3 separate regions of the Mus musculus genome follow, and all the other regions are linked to region 1. A link is a contact called in public promoter capture Hi-C data. All regions are on one chromosome and are shown on one strand. The core of a region is the stretch at or near the end of the contact, and the rest is flanking DNA. Distances in the headings are between cores, read along the strand shown. Region 1 holds the start of Garre1 (granule associated Rac and RHOG effector 1). Region 2 holds the start of Rgs9bp (regulator of G-protein signalling 9 binding protein). Region 3 holds the start of Cep89 (centrosomal protein 89).

Region 1 (2,963 bases), core at 234-2,733:
TTTATTATATGTAAGTACACTGTAGGTGTCTTCAGACACTCCAGAAGAGGGCATCAGATCTCATTACGGGTGGTTGTGAGCCACCATGTGGTTGCTGGGATTTGAACTTAGGACCTTTGGAAGAGCAGTCGGGTGCTCTTACCCACTGAGCCATCTCACCAGCCCCACAACCACCCTTTTTTAACTTTTCTTTATTTCTCTGTAATAAATTTGCCTTCATTTCAGTTACTCCTCTAAGTGTTTATGTCTTTCATCTTTATCACTGTGAGAACGTCAACTTTGTAGCCCCTGACCTGGGTGGACCTTTAATGATCACTGAGTCTCTAGCACCCTAGGATCTGGGGCCAAGCACAACCCAGTCCTGAAAGATTTTGTTGTTTTCAAATACTGCATCAAAATCTACATCCATACTTTCCCCTAATGCTGAGGGTGAACCCAATGCCTGTCCTGTGCTAAGTAAGTGCTTTACCACTAAACTGGATTTCAGCCTGATACAACCATTCCTGCCTCCGGGTTTCAGACCTCGAGTCTGGGCAATCCTGACAGCTTCCCAAGTACTGCCAAATAAGCCCTTGTTTAAAACAGGGAGTTTGGAATGTTCTTAGATAAATCCTATCTTCTCTAGTTTTCTGACAATGAAACATTTGATAATTATTCACCTTTTGTGTGTGTGTGGTTTTTTTTTTTTTTTTTTTTTTTGAGACAGGTTCTATGTAGCCTTGGCTAGCCCTGGATTTGCTATGTAGACCAGGCAGGGTTCAAATTCATAGAAATCTGCCTGCTTCTGTCTTCTGAGTGACTGGGACTTAAAGGTATGCACCACCACTCCCAGCCTAAAACATGTGTCTTAACCTCCCAAACTCTCATTGCAAAACCCTGGGGCTGTAATATGTGCCCCTGACAAGTTGAGTAGTACTCTATCTCCGAGCTACGATCTCGGGTCCCTTTCGCCTATTTGTGTTTTGCTGTGTGCTGTCATGTAGTCCTCCTCAGGTTTTGTTTTAAAATTCCTTTTTTTTTTTTTTTTTTTTCCTTTTTCTTTTAGGGATCTTAGCTCTTGATCTAACCCGGAGGGTAATTATCTGGACATCCACTTCCATTGGGTCGGGGTACTCTCTCCTTCTCTCTTCTACTTTCCCCTCCTACCATCTGCCACAAATGGCACTACATCATTACAGTGATTTGTGACAGTAGTATTCTGTTGGCACCGCTCACGAAGCAATCCCTGAGGGTGCTAGTACTATCCCGCTCCTACATCGTCTGTCAGGTGTGATGTCTAGCGATCAATGGTTCTATCATTAATTTCAATGATAAATACGCGAGGACGCAACCGAGCCCCTCAGCAGGGTTCCGACTAGGTCTGGAAACAGGGAGGGAACGCAGAGCTTCGCCGCCGCCCATCCAGCACGAGGGGAGGGTGGGCTCCGGCCGGGGAAACCGCAGCGACCGCCTGGGGCGGGGGCGGGGCCGCCCGCCGACGTCACTTCCGGTGTACACAGCCGGTCCGGGCGGTGCGCCGGAGCCGGGGCGCTTCGCAGGTGAGGTACGGTCGCCAGCGGGCTCGGGTCGGCGGGGACTGGCTAGGGGTAGCGGGCGGCGGGTCGCAAGGGCGACTGGCATCGAGGCGAGCTCGCGGGGTGCCGCTTCCCTCGGCGCCGTCCCTCGCCCGCCTGCTGTGGAGGACGCCGGGCTCGGCGGGCGCTGGCCGGGCGGACGGAAGCCCGGAGGGGCCTCTCGGCGCGCGCCCGGGACGAGACCCTGAGGGGCGCGTTGGCGCTGAAGGACGCGGCTGCCTTGGGCCGCCGCGGGGGATCCGCTCCCGGAAGCTCGGGGCGCCGTGCGCCCGGGGCTGGCGGCCTGTGGGCGACCTGGGTCCACGGGCACAGGCGGGCGCCGCTGCCCTCAGGCCGCCCCGCGGCTCCCCGGCCGGCCGCGCGCCCCTTCCTGGCTCCCTCTGAGCCCGTGGGCGCGGCGGGGGTCAGAGGAGGGCCGAGGCTGGGCTAGGACTGAGGAAGGACCCACACCCGTCGGGCGAGCGCCGGGGTCAGGGGTGTGTCTTCCTGCTCCTCGTGGAGCAGGGGAAAAAGAGCATGCCTGTTTGGCATGATAAGAATTTTGTTTATACTTTAACCAAAATTGCCTGGGAAACGATCAGCCTGGGGAGCCCCCAGTTTGAAAATAGATTGTCCTTGCCCTTCCCCACCCGTTGCCATTATGAAAGCGATTCATTCTTCTGTCCTTGTAAAAAACACTCGCCACTGTATACAAAGTGTCAGGAGGGAAAATGACCACGGCGACTCGGTGACAACCGCTCCTAACATTTTGGTGACATCAGTAAGTGCAGATATATATACTGTCACTCTTAGAGGTTTTGTAGTAGAACATCGAGTACCATAATTTATCCAAACTCTAATGAATATTTGATTGTCCCTGTCACAAGAAAAAACACTTGTGGCAAAAAGGATTTATTTGATTATTGTCTTCGGCTAAATTTACAAATGGGGGTCAAAGGTAACATTCCGTTTTTCTCCTTGTGGATATGCTTGGAAACCTCAAACGCACTGTTGTAGAAAATTACATCTGTGTTTGCTTCTCATAATTGCTTTAACATTTTTAACCTTTTTTAAAAAATTTGTTTATTTACTCATACTTATTTTGAACAGACCCCCACGGTGTAGACCAGATTGGCCTTAAGCTCACAGAGATCTCTCTGCTTCAGTTTCTCAAGTGCTAGAATTAAAGACACAGGCCAAGAGGCCTTGCCTTTGTATTTGTTTTTATTTTTAAGACATATTTCCCAAGTGGCAGTATAGTCATCCAGGTAACCATTGTTGTCTTATTATCTTATTTTAGGCTTAAAGTTCTAAGAATGTATTTGTAAAAGACTACTTGCGAGCTTGATTCGGTGTGCGTTTGGAGGTTTTTATGTGCCTTGAAAATAGTAAGTTTTTCCTTGTAATCTT
Region 2 (2,963 bases), core at 139-2,638, 1.3 Mb before region 1:
ACCGCCTGGCGCGCGCGCATCTGGGCAGTCCGTTTTCAACCAAGAAACCGAACACACTCTGTGTGGTTGTACGTCTCTGGGTACCTGAGTTTTCCATAAGTCTTCTCTACATACAGGACGAGAGGACCTCGCCACGTGTAAAGCAGGCAGGGATACCCTTTCCACTTTCAGCCCCGGCGGAAACTCAATCAGCTGGCCTAGACCAGGATCTGAACACACAGCCTCCTCCCTCAGTTTGGTCACCGGAAAACCTCCCAGGCCACATGGCCTGGGAGCGACAGCTCTGCCCACTGCCCCAAGTCCCAGCTCCGGGGGACCCAGGCCTGCCGTGGTGCCACAGGAACAGATGCATTCTCCGCGCCGCCTAGGCATCCCTCTGGACCTAGTGGACAACGTGCGCGCCGCGATGCGGACCGCAGAGGAACGGGAGAGCTGGGAGGCTCAGCCCGCCACGGGTCCGGGCCCCTGGGGCCCATCAGCCCAGCCTGGGGCTCCCCTTCAGTGCAGGGAACCCCTCCCCCTTCCTCTCCCAGGCCCCGCCCGACCTCGGCGTTCCCCAGAGTAGGGAGGCGCTGGAGGATACCCGCAGAAGACACTTACTTAAGAGGCTACATAGTTTCACCTCTGTGCTACGACAGCACCTCCCGGACCCTGGGCTGGGACCTGAGTGCCCACCACCCGGGTGCGGTGGCTCCACTCTTCAGCCTACCTCTTTACTCCGCCGTTGGGCGGAACCCTGCTCCAGTCTGTCCAATAAGAGGTCGTTTTAGTCGAGACTGACACGTAAACAGAGCAATCATTAAGTCTAGTTCAGTCGGAGGTGGGGCCCAGGCGACTCCGCGCTTCCTACTCAAGCTAGCCCCGCCCAGAACCAGGGAGTGCGCGTGCCCAGAATTCGAGAGGCGGGACCTAAGGAAGATCTGATATTAGGGGTGGGGTCCAAGCTGGGCCCCTGAAATGGGGTTAGACTGTGATGAAGAAGAGAGCTCCAACTAAGTAACAATCCTACCCGGTCGATCGCCCGTGCTACTGGTGATGCAAACTGGAGGTGCCCAGACTTCCGAGCCACCCTACTCTGTTGCCTACAGGGTCTAGTCCCTTGGTCCTTTCCCTTCACTAGCATGGGCTGCGATAAGCTAAGCATTCTTTCTACCGAGTCTCACTTTTCCTCGTCTGCAAAGTAGGAAAAAAAAAAACCTTGAATTTGTAGGGCGCTAAGGTTCCAGAATTATCATGGTAGGGAGAAGAGGGAAAGCCACACTTGATCTACCTGGGCTGGGCCCCGCCTACCCCTGGCCCGGGGGCGGGGAGGGGGCGGGGGGGGCGGGCGGAGGAAGCCCCGGGCCTGGACTGGTGGCTGGAGGCGTGTCCTAGGAAACTGGATCCTGCTGCCCTTGGCCGGGGCTAAGGCGCGCGGCTCGTCTTGGAGACTTGGGGTCGATCAAGGATGGGGTCTTCACTCTGGGCTTCTCAGGGAGCCGCCGTGAAAAAGAAAGTGGTGCAAAGACACTACGCGTGACCCGGAGCGCGTCTGGGGGAAATGGAGGAGCGGATGGGGAGAAGCTAACCAGACTACCCCAGCCGTGGGGACGCCGGAGGCGCACCTCAAGGGTCCCTGGAGAGCTCTGTTGAGAACAGCGGCGAGGACATGAGGAGCTTTCAGTCCGCCCTGCTCAAGGCTGGCATCAGGGCTGGAGGCGACCTACGACGTTGAAGGTTGCAAGTAGGGTACCGCCGGAGGGCAGCGCCATGGCCAGAGAGGAGTGCAAGGCGCTGCTGGACGCGCTCAACAAGACCACAGCGTGCTACCATCACTTAGTGCTTACTGTGGGCGGCTCCGCGGACACTCAGGACCTACGCGAAGAGCTGCAGAAGACCCGCCAGAAGGCGCGGGAGCTGGCCGTGGCCACCGGCGCCCGGTTGACCGTCGCGCTCCGGGACCGGAGCTTAGCTACCGAGGAGCGCGCGGAGTTTGAGCGGCTCTGGGTGGCCTTTTCAGGCTGCCTGGACCTGCTCGAAGCCGACATGCAGCGCGCACTAGCGCTGGGAGCCACCTTCCCGCTGCACGCGCCGCGCCGGCCACTTGTTCGCACTGGGGTGACGGGCGGCTCCTCTGCTGTAGCTGCGCGCGCCCTGAGCGCCCGCAGCCTGCGGCACGAAGCGGAGAGCGACTTCGATGTCGCCGATCTGCCCCAGTTGGAGCGCGAAGTCCTCCAGGTGGGCGAGATGATTGACGACATGGAAATGAAAGTCAACGTGCCCCGCTGGACTGTACAGGCGCGACAAGCGGCAGGCGCCGAACTCCTGTCCGGTGCCAGTGCCGGCGCGTCCTCAGCCGGTGGCATTTCGGTAGAGGAGCGCGCGGGCCCCTGCGACCCCAGCAAGGCCCTGGCTGCCACCGTTTTCAGCGCCGTGCTGTTGGTGGCTGTGGCCCTCGCCTTATGTGTGGCAAAGCTGAGCTGACTGATATCCAACGGTCGTCCGCTGCCCCTTTTCTTTCCAGGGCATGGGCTTCGGGTTTGAACCGTTAAGGAGAGAGGTAGTGAGCCTGAATGTGTGCATATGAACATGATCCTTTCAAAGCCCACCTCTGCCTGGGCAAAACGTGTTTTGTTTTTTAACATGCTGGCCCAAGAGGAGTTAACAGCACAGGGCGGCCAGGCCATTACCTCTAATGTCTGTAGGAGCTTTACCTCCTATTAATAGAAATCGGTCCACAGTGACCCCAGGTCCCTCTGAGTTTGATGGGTTAAGACGTATGTCCCAAGTTTGGTGCCCTCACGCTGGTTGGTAGCACTCATTCTGTTTTAGACGAGACAATTTTGTTAAGGTGTGGGGTTGTATCAAGCATAGTGGTGGTGGGGGAGGGAGACATTTTGTTCCCTAGACAAGAAACCAGTTGCAGTAAGATGCGCGTGGGTTTTGTTACCTTAATCCTTTGGGGCCTAGGCTTTGGGAGTGTG
Region 3 (2,963 bases), core at 201-2,700, 1.1 Mb before region 1:
AGAGGAAGGAAGGAAGGAAGGAAGGAAGGAAGGAAGGAAGGAAGGAAGGGAAGATGGAAGGAAGGAAGGAAGGAAGGAAGGAAGGAAGGAAGGAAGGATGGAAGGAAGGAATGGAGGAAGGAAGGAAGGAAAGATGGATGGAAGGATTAACTTAAATTTGGTGCTTCATATTTAGTAGGCACCAACTGTACCCAATCCTGAAATCTGAGATCTTCCATTGAAGGTACCACACCCCAGACAAGTCCACTGATGCTCAGAGAAGCCATATTAGTGCATCTCTGAGCAGAGGTAACCACAGAGCGTAATAGTCTAGCCCTCTACTTGTGGCCTTTTGGCTAGTGTGATCAGTTCCAGGATTCAGGACTTGATGGTCAAGCACGGGCGTGACCCTCGGTGCTGCTCATCTTGGGACTTACCTGGGCCTCTCTGGAGAAGGGTTGGGGCTCCGAGGAGGGGGTGTGCGTGGCACCGCTGGCTTCGGAGCGATGCTGGCTGCGGGGAGGAAGCCATGGATGATGTGGTTCTGCACAAATGAAACCCAAGGCAGGTCACCGGGAGAAGATCACCTTGCTCCTGGGCCACCATCACCTCCCAAACTGAGGTCACTCTAGGGATCCGGCCCCACAAGAGTCTTTACACACACACCTGCCGCTGTTCCCAATCCCCATTGGTGAGGCAAGGGCACTCACTGGGGCACACCATCATGGCTATCCGATTCATTCACACCTCCCTGCTCACGGCAGCTTTCCTGACCGATTTCAATTGTCAACTGAACTGGGCTAATCTATACCTACCGTGTAATGAAGCACACCTTTGGGTGTCTGTGGGAGGGCTTTTCCAGAGAGGATTAACTAAGTGAGCTGGGCTAATATACCCTAAATAGGAAAGGAATCAACTCATGGGGGAAGTTTTCTCCAAGACAGGAGTGAACTCCCGGCTAAGAGGAGAATCCTGACAGGGAGGCCAAGATTCCTGTCTGTGGCAGGCTCTGGACATGAAGGGTTCTTTGGAACATTTAGTCTGGGTTTCTGGAATTTAATGCTCCCTGATAGCGATCCCGCCTCGCTCCTATCTCAGTCTTTAAAACCTGCACATGAAGGCAGGAGAGATGGCTCAGTGGTTAAGAGCATGGTCTGCTCTTCCAGAGGTCCTGAGTTCAATTGCCAGCAACCACATGTTGTCTCACAACCATCTGTAATGGGATCTGACACCTTCTCTTGCTATGCAGGCATACATGCAGATAGATCACTCATATAAATAAATCTTTTTTTTTTTTAACCGCACTCGAAGGCCTGGAACTACTCACGAACTGGCTCCGGCGGTTCCTGCGGAAGCTGAGGAGCATCCTGGCTGAGAGCTGAGGGCTGCGGGTTGAGCCGCCAGGCGCTGGACTAGCTGGAAGGTAGACCCCGCAGCCTGCACAGCTCCCCACAGCCTAGCTCCCGCGGACCCCCGACTTTACAACAAGCATGTCTCACATTGGCTCTGTTTTGAGTCTCAGCCTATCAGAGTCAATTTTACTGCCACCCGTTGCTCTTGACAACCCAGCAAGGCGTCATTCAAATTCCAGCCAGAGAGGAAGCAAGCTGAGACTTCCGTTCGATTATTGGCTATAGTAGACGCCCATCTTTTACCTATCACCCAATAAAACGCTGGCCAGGGCGGTCAGAATTTTAAAGAGGGCTCCCGGGCTGTGGGAACCCGGAAGTGGCAGGGCCTCAGGTGAGGTCCACGGAGATTCTAGACCCCGGCGCAGTGAGCTTCCCTGCCTTTGTAGCCCTGGACAGGAACCGAATAGAAGGACAGGGACCGAATGGAAGAGCCACCGTAAGCGTCCTGTTAGGACACCAGAGCTAAGGGAGGTGCTTACAAAGAGGGACGGAGTCACTCAAACAGAAATCTCCCGGGTTTAGCTCGGGGTAGTGGCGCCCGGCTGTCATTTTAGCACTTGGGCTGCTGAGTTCAAGTCCAGCTGGAGTCAACTATCAGTACAGAGCCAAGCGTGATAAGAAGACCCAGTCTTATTTTGAAAATAAATAATCTCTTGAATTCAGACTTCGGTTGAAGTAGCTCAGTGCCTGAAAATCCACTCTACAGATCCTGTCAAAGAGGTCCCGACTTCGTGTAGAACTGTGTGCAACAGCGCCTGCTCTAGTGAGACCTTGCATTTTCCTCATTTAGACCAAAACCACGGATGGAAAGGAACCCGCCTGATGGGACCGGTCCGGTCCACGTGCCACTAGGACATATTGTGGCTAGTGAAAAATGGCGCGGGTCCCAACTGGCTCAGGAGATGCAAGGTCAGTGAGCTGTCTTCTGTCATACCCCTTTCTTCCCAGCACGTTAAAAGAGAGAGTGAGAGAAATGCTGGGTATGGTGATGTTCCTTTGCAATCCCAGCACTCCTGAGACTGAAGTAGGAGAATCATTGCGTTAGAGACCAGCCTGGGGCTACATAGCAAGTTCAAGGCCAGCTTGGGCTATGAGAACTTGTCTCAAAATAGTTACATAGACTAAAATGAAAGGGGACTGGAGAGAGAGCTCCGTGGTTACGAGGACTGGCTTATCTTACAGAGGATCGTGGTTTAATTCCTAGCACCCACATGGTGGCTCAAGGAGTCAGACTCCTCCCTCTTCTGGCCTTTGGGGGCACTAGGCTTGCACATGTGCACAGACATATGCGAGCAAAACCTACATATAAATCTTTGGGTTTTATTTTATTAAAAAGGAGGTTTAGGACAGGTGGTGGTGGGTCACACCTTTAATCCCAGCACTTGGGAGGCAGAGACCGAAGGATCTCTGAGTTCAAGGCCAGCCTCATCTACAGAGTGAGTTCTAGAACAACCAGGGCTACACAGAGAAACCCTGTCTCAAACCAACAAAAAGCGGGGTGGGGGCTAGAGATGGCTAGATCCCCATCTGTTTTCACTGAGCTGTTCATTACTGCCTGTAATTCCAATTCCA

The links. Promoter capture Hi-C pulls out the DNA fragments that hold promoters and counts their contacts. Capture Hi-C pulls out chosen DNA fragments and counts their contacts.
Region 2: a promoter capture Hi-C map of neural stem cells shows a contact between it and region 1. The contact joins the promoter of Rgs9bp here to the promoter of Garre1 in region 1. A contact is called at or near these places in 4 of 39 promoter capture datasets (liver, neural stem cells and pre-B cells) and 1 of 115 datasets of contacts at active chromatin or transcription factors (pancreatic cancer cells).
Region 3: a promoter capture Hi-C map of liver shows a contact between it and region 1, with 2.1 times the contacts expected there. The contact joins the promoter of Cep89 here to the promoter of Garre1 in region 1. A contact is called at or near these places in 2 of 39 promoter capture datasets (hippocampal neurons and pre-B cells), 1 of 484 Hi-C or Micro-C datasets (CD4 T cells), 3 of 115 datasets of contacts at active chromatin or transcription factors (extraembryonic endoderm stem cells, large pre-B cells and pancreatic cancer cells) and 2 of 9 other capture datasets (adipose tissue and liver).

The regions. Positions count from the first base shown.
Region 1 is chr7:34,312,067-34,315,029 of GRCm38.p6, reverse strand. It overlaps Garre1 (granule associated Rac and RHOG effector 1), which reads left to right and starts at 1,483. Exons shown (of 14, transcript NM_172741.3): 1 at 1,483-1,538.
Region 2 is chr7:35,584,007-35,586,969 of GRCm38.p6, reverse strand. Rgs9bp (regulator of G-protein signalling 9 binding protein) reads left to right here and starts at 1,388. Exons shown (of 1, transcript NM_145840.3): 1 at 1,388-2,963. The coding sequence starts at 1,750. The coding sequence ends at 2,463. Ankrd27 (ankyrin repeat domain 27 (VPS9 domain)) reads right to left here and starts at 723. Exons shown (of 29, transcript NM_145633.3): 1 at 601-723.
Region 3 is chr7:35,395,550-35,398,512 of GRCm38.p6, reverse strand. Cep89 (centrosomal protein 89) reads right to left here and starts at 1,450. Exons shown (of 19, transcript NM_028120.3): 1 at 1,307-1,450; 2 at 417-523. The coding sequence starts at 1,345. Faap24 (Fanconi anemia core complex associated protein 24) reads left to right here and starts at 1,746. Exons shown (of 4, transcript NM_178643.5): 1 at 1,746-2,300. The coding sequence starts at 2,195.